Linked DNA regions of Gossypium hirsutum: region 2 is linked to region 1. A link is a contact called in public Hi-C data. All regions are on one chromosome and are shown on one strand. Each heading gives the region's core, a stretch centred on a gene start, on an enhancer-like site or on the middle of the called end of the contact. The rest is flanking DNA. Distances are from core to core; before and after follow the strand shown.

Region 1 (3,452 bases), core at 53-2,552:
TTAATTTTCTAACCTCGTGTAAACGGATGACATTTGGGTGCTTTATCAGCTTCATTGTTGCTATTTCCCGCTTAATCTGCAAAAACAAGCAGAAAAGAAAGAAATATAGATAGAATTTGGTGGGATAATTCCCCTTCAACAAAGAAAAGAAGGGAGTTAGAAAAAGGAACCTGTTCAGCCATTTTGTGCTTGAGAACCTTGTCTTTATCAAGGATCTTAAGTGCCACCGGTTCCCCAGTCTCAGAATTTCTCGCGAACTTCACTTTAGCAAAGGTTCCCTCTCCAATGGTCCTTCCCACTTGGTATTTACCCACTCTTCCTTTAATTTTGGGTTGATTCATCCCTACCAAGCTTTCAAATTCTCTTCCTCACACTAAAATCCAAAATCGCCATTGAAATGGTATCAAACATCAACACAACACAATACAGAAACAGGAGAAAAAAGGGTACATTGAAAACTAAATAATACCTTATTTCCCTAAGAAGAAAAATAAAAACTATATTTTCTACCAACTTTATATAGAAAACCTAACAGCAAGTACATTGGAATAAACAAATGAACCAGTGCATATAAATTATAATATAATTCCCCCACGAGGATCCTTTCCTATTGCTGAAAACCATAATATTTTTGTAATTATATGAATCTCGTAACAGAAAATGAATCAAGTAAAAGCTTTCATCAAGTTCTTCTGATTCTACAAATTCAAGAATTACCCAGAAATTAAAGAGCTTGATTGGGTTTCAATAAGAGCTGAGCAGAGCTGAGGCCAAAAGGGTCAAGAAAACATCCAACCAACAGTCAAATTCCAATATTTTGTGCACGTAAAGGTACGAAATTCAAACCTAATTCCATAACGGCATTATATACACGTATATATATTCGTATGCACAAGTGAGGCAAGCAGCGTCCCCGTCTTAAAAAATAATAAATTTTCATTTTCATCCCTCTAAAAATTATAAAATTATAAATTTAACTTTATAAAATTTCTAACTTCTCTTCTTCACATGCACAACCACTAAAATAATTAGAGAAAGGAGAAAAAAAACGTGTGCAAGTAAGTCGAAAGAACAAGGGAACAAATGGCTTTTGAGTTCATTCAAGAGTCAAATATCAAATATCAGCTTTGATAATCATCATCGTCAACAACTATATATGCTGCTATAACCAGACAAACTTTTGTCTTAAAGTAGTAAAATGGATCTGAATTTCTTCATTAAACTTAGTAAAAGAAAAGAAAGAGAAGTAACCTTTGAAGCATTGATGAAAACGTTGTTTGGTGTTGCTGGTGAAAGGCAACTAACTGTAAACATAAATGATTGTAAGAGAAATCCAAATTTAAAAACCATTAATTCTTAGGGACCCTCAAAACCTACCCAAACCTTACAAGAATCCACACTGTTTACATTTTCAATCCATTTGTTTCTTCAGACACACTGGCAGACATTGCCACTCTTCTTATTACTTTTATGGCATTACTATTACTGTCACTGCCCTGCCTGCTTGCTTGCTCTTTTTCTTTAAAATAAATTAGAAGAATATGACAACAAAAAATAACGTGATTCATGCAATATATATTATTTATTGATTTTGACATGATTCTAAAAAAAATTTTAAAAAAATAAAAATACATAAATATTTTTAAAAATATAATAATAAATTTAAATTTTGTATTAATATTAATATTAATATTAAAGAAAATAAACCCCCCACCCCCACCACCGATCTTTGATTATATTTTTTAACAATGCATTCCTCCTCTAAAAGGGTAGGATGATAGTCATCACAATTCCCACAACCCAAAGTTTCCTGCTCAAAAACTCATTCTCAAATACATCACTTCTTTCCTTGTTTATTTGTAAAATAAACGGGGAAAATAATATAATGGTAGATGAGACTAACCAGGAAGCAGGATCTGAAGGTCCTGATCCAACACTGCAACACACGACCAGCGTCTGTTTTTAGCAACCTAAGATCGATGCCCTGTTGTTGCAGTTTTTGGTTCCTTGGAATCTGAGTTTTTTTGCCTTGTCACCAAGAAATGGCTAAAACGTATAATGGGAGGTTGAAATTTGCAGGACGATGGCATTTGAAGTTTGCATGGAAAGATGGATGTTGAAGTACGGTGGTGGATGGAAGAGGGACAAGGGTGGGGGATTTTTATTTTATTTAATATAATATAATTAAATTTATTTAATATTAATATTAATATAAAATTTAAATTTAAATTTATTAGTATATATATTTTAAATATTTATTTATTTATATATATATATATTTAAATTTAAGATTAAATTAGGATTATTTATAAATTTTGAGAGTTATTTTTTAAAATTATGGTTAAATTGATATAATATATAAAAATTGAGAGTTTAATTTATTATTATACCTGTTTTTTTCAAATGTCATATTAATTTACTATTTGTAATTTTAAATACAGCGAATGCTTAAAATGAAAGTTTTTTTTATTTCTATAGCTAATAAATATATATATAAATATATAATTAGATAGGTATGAATAAAATTTATCATTAAAAAACAAATTTATTGAGAAATCAGCTTCAAATAACACATGTGGTAAACAAGGTTATTAATAAATAAAATAAAATAAAAAAAGTATGGGTGACTTTCTAATCTGTACAAGTTTCTATTTCATTCAATCCAAATGCATGTTTTAAAGAAACATATAATTTTAAAATAATTGAATGTCAATACTGGAGATTTTAGATATTGTGATTAAAAGGACTTCAAACCTCCATTTATTATTTCAAATAATAATAATAGAAAATATTTTTACATTATGATAACTGTTGAAGTAAATGACTTTTGGTGATAGTTGAGGCAATTCACAGTTGTTATTGTTGTTAAACAATGGTAGGTTTGATACAAATATTATTTTTTTAATATATGTGTTAGCAATAAATTAATTTAATTGATAATATTTAATTACTTTCCTAATTTACTTTTAATAAAAAGAAGAGAAATTTTCACTTATTTTGAAGAAGTTTTTATTTTTTTGTAAAAGTTTTTATTTATTTTTTTCTAATTTAAAGTTTAAATTTATACTAACTATTCTTTATTTTATGTCTGAACATTATAATACATATATAATAAATAAATAAATTTTTCTCTATTATTATTACACTAGTAACTAAAGGAGACTAGTTGTTAATTTATTGTTAGAGTACTTATTTAGGAAGAGAGTTGTTACAAACTTTAATAAATTTAGGTCTTAGGGTTAGATATTACTTTTGAAAATATTGATAAAATATGTATTTGAAAAATGTAAAAGTGCTGAGAGACCCATGCGTTATTATCAAATTAGTCTCTCTATAAATGAATCAATTTAGTTCATGTACTATTAAAAAAGATCAAGTAAGGCTAAATTGAAATAGAATTAACATTTATTGTTTTAAAAAATATATCATTTACTCTTTAGTTGAGTTAATAA
Region 2 (3,234 bases), core at 209-2,708, 150 kb before region 1:
CGAATTTGCCAATAACTTGTTTCTGAATTGTTAAACTATATGTACTATTAGCATGTTACCGATCTGTTTAATATGCATATGGATATGTATGATTTGAGTATAATTAGTATGTTAGGCCATTTGCATGTGCATTGAGATTTGGGATATGTTTACTTGGAGGAAGTTTTGGCAGATTGTGATCTACAATTCTGGCGGTTTTCCCGCAACTCTGATTTGGCAGGTAACCTGTGATATCTGTTTCTGGTAGTATTTTCACAGTATATATCTAGCAGCTTGTCTACATATTTCATGGCTTACGACTACAAATTTTGGTGTTTTAGTTGGATGGGTTCATAGTAATCCTATTTGGTGTGTTGGCGAAGTTGGTATGTATTGGTTGGGAGTAAGATTAAATAGTGCTATGCATTATTAAGTATGCTATGTCATCTGTTTTAACCTTATTTTTAATGCGTTTTTAGATGATTCTTCGATGTTAATTGTGAATTTTATGCTCTTAATAATTTATATTCGTATTTTAATGCTGTAAGAGCCCATTTCACACGAGCATGTGACCCACATAGCCGTATGGTAGGCAGTATCGATTTCATAGAATTACGCACCAATCTGTAGAAAATCACAATTTGTAGATTTTTTAAATATTTTATGACGTATAGATGATAAAAATAAGAAGATAAGAGTGAACCGTCACGGAATATTCAAAAAAATAACTCAAAAAACACTATTGAAACTGACTTTGGAGCAAATTTTTGTCAAGATTGAGGATTTTCATTTGGTTTTTTAAGAAGTTATCATGAATTTTTTTTATTTCTTTCAATTATACTGTATTTTAGATTTTTTTTTCAAACATTAAATGAATCTTATGATAGATTCTATCATTTAATTTTTATTTTACGCAATAAATATTCATTTTCTTATTCTCTATTATATGTTCTTAATTCTTGATTTGATATTTTTAAATTATTGATCTATGTTTGATGTGCTTAAATCGATGGTTGAATAGATCATATTTAAAAACAAATCTTGGGGTTTTTTTACCCAAATATTATAAAAAATATATATTTACTTATATGAGATAATCTAATTATTATTCAAAACTAGGCAAAAGGAACAATGAATCAACGGTGCTACCTGAATAATCGGCGGCATCACCCTTAATTGCCAGCAATGATTAGTGAAATGGTTACTTATTTTTAAAAAAGTAATTTTTTTATAGTGTCATCTGATTAATTAGTAACACCAATATCACGTAAAAAATACTATAATATTTTATACTGTCATACTGAAAAAATATTTTTTAATAACATCATCGATATGCCATGTGACACTAAAATAAATTAATAATTATTTTTTTTAAATTCAAAAAAAAATTTCTCTCTTTGTTGCTAATGGGTTGTTCATGTACCAGAGTTGTAGGGATAGACCGGAGGGAGTCTTACGGCTGGGTTTTCATCGGGTTTGAAGGGAAGCAATGATTGGGCTTGTGTTTGTTTTGTTTCTGCTATATCTTTTCATTTCCTATTGCTTGCAATTTTTCCTTTCTTTTATTTGTCTCGGGCAGTGTAATGAGGGGCTCGAGGTCTAACTTGTGATTAGTGCTTTATTTGTCATCACTACTTATTTTATGGAGGTTAAGATTATGTTAAAAAAAAAAAAAATCTCCATGTTACCCATAGTTGCAAATTCAAAAAATATATAGGCTCTTATTTTGGCTTTTTTTTTAATTTAAAAAATAATTATTAATTTATTCCAGTGCTGCTTGACACATCGACGATACCATTAAAAAATATATTTTTCAAACTGACAGTATAAAATATTAGTATATTTTTAGGTACATGATACAGGTGCTGCTAATTGCTCAAGCAGCACCATAAAAATTTTTTTAAAAAAAAATCATTTCACTAATTATTACAAGCAATTGAGGGTGGTGCCGATGAATGCTCAAGCCACACGAGTGATCCACTGTTCCTTTTGCATAGTTTTTTAAATAATGATCAACCTATTCTATATCAGTAAATATTTATTTTTTTATATTATTTGGGTAAAAACTTATGAATCTTACATAGTTGAATAAAGTTGCATGTAATTTTAGAAATAAGTCGACATAAATTTACTGAATTTGAGTCAAATCTAAGAGGAAAATTCATAGCACGAGTTAATGCGATAATAAGGGTTTTAATTAAAAATTCAATTAATCAACCTAGAGCCATTTGATCTGATGGCCGAAAGAGATATTTGCATAATTTAAATATTTTTACTGATCAAAATATTAAGTAAATAAATTGCGTAATTTAGGTTAATAGTGACAGATGAAATGTAGGTGAATTTTTTCTTAGATATTATTTTACTTATTGATTGTTAATTGATTATTTTTGTATTTTGTATTTTGTTGTGTTCGTTAGTTAATTAAATTAGTTAATTTTAATTTTAATTAATTAATTGAATTATTCAGTTAAATAATAAAAAGACGGTAATATTAGTATTTTTAGTCTTCGTGAAGACGATATATTTAATCACCGTAATTATACTATTAATTGATAGGTACACTTGCCTTACTCAAATGTTTAATTAGTTTCGCTACGCATAAAAAATACTGTAAAAAAAATTGTAAAAAGAAATTAAAATATACTTTTAAACTTTTTGATAGTATTTACTATTATTGTCAAGAAGTACTTTTAAAAAAATAAAATGATAATTTTAGACATTATGTTATAAAATAAAATATTTAATGAGAGATGAAAAAAATAAATTCAAAAAACAAATTTTCAAAAACCAAAAACTAAAAATTTGACTTGAGTTTAAAATAATTTGGTTTTAAAAATGGCTTATTATCAATTTTTTTCTTTAATTTGAAATCAAAGTCTAACTTCAAAAGTACTTTTCAACCTATAAAACTGTTTTTCATTACGGTGGAAAAAGACCTGAAATAAATATGTTTTTTTATTGTAGAAACAATGAAAAACACTATACTTTTACAATAAAAAACGCTTTTTCATCTAATCGCAAAAGCTAAGATAAAACTCTCATTGTCGAATTGAGGTGCAATTAATGTCACTAAAATAGTAAGACTTACACCGCTGATATGAATGTTTGCAATCAATTTGGTCTGTGAGCATCATGTTCTCTCGTGAACTGAGCACCATAGAAAATCAAACTCGCACAATCTGTTACTTCAAGTGCTACATCCAACATCAGCCAATTTGTTCAGAGTGCCATAAACGCACTTGGCACCACCAC

What was found. Hi-C and Micro-C count contacts between places; a contact is called where the count stands out from the background.
Region 2: a contact with region 1 is called in a Hi-C map of leaf, with 2.1 times the contacts expected there. The contact joins the enhancer-like site here to the promoter of LOC107889262 in region 1. A contact is called at or near these places in 7 of 34 Hi-C or Micro-C datasets (callus, hypocotyl, leaf and 1 more).

What each region holds. Positions count from the first base shown.
Region 1 is chrA09:67,795,273-67,798,724 of Gossypium_hirsutum_v2.1, reverse strand. LOC107889262 (CBL-interacting protein kinase 32) reads right to left here and starts at 1,302. Exons shown (of 14, transcript XM_016813627.2): 1 at 1,252-1,302; 2 at 171-373; 3 at 14-76. The coding sequence starts at 341.
Region 2 is chrA09:67,942,890-67,946,123 of Gossypium_hirsutum_v2.1, reverse strand. It overlaps LOC107889266 (transcription factor GAMYB), which reads right to left. Exons shown (of 4, transcript XM_041076506.1): 4 at 2,920-3,234. Among protein-coding and RNA genes, the nearest start is that of LOC107889267, 11 kb to the left of the region's middle. Within about 2 kb of position 1,458, at least 2 of the 9 cell types and tissues checked have an H3K27ac peak or open chromatin away from gene starts, as enhancers often do. A contact at or near this core is called in hypocotyl and leaf, where this site is marked.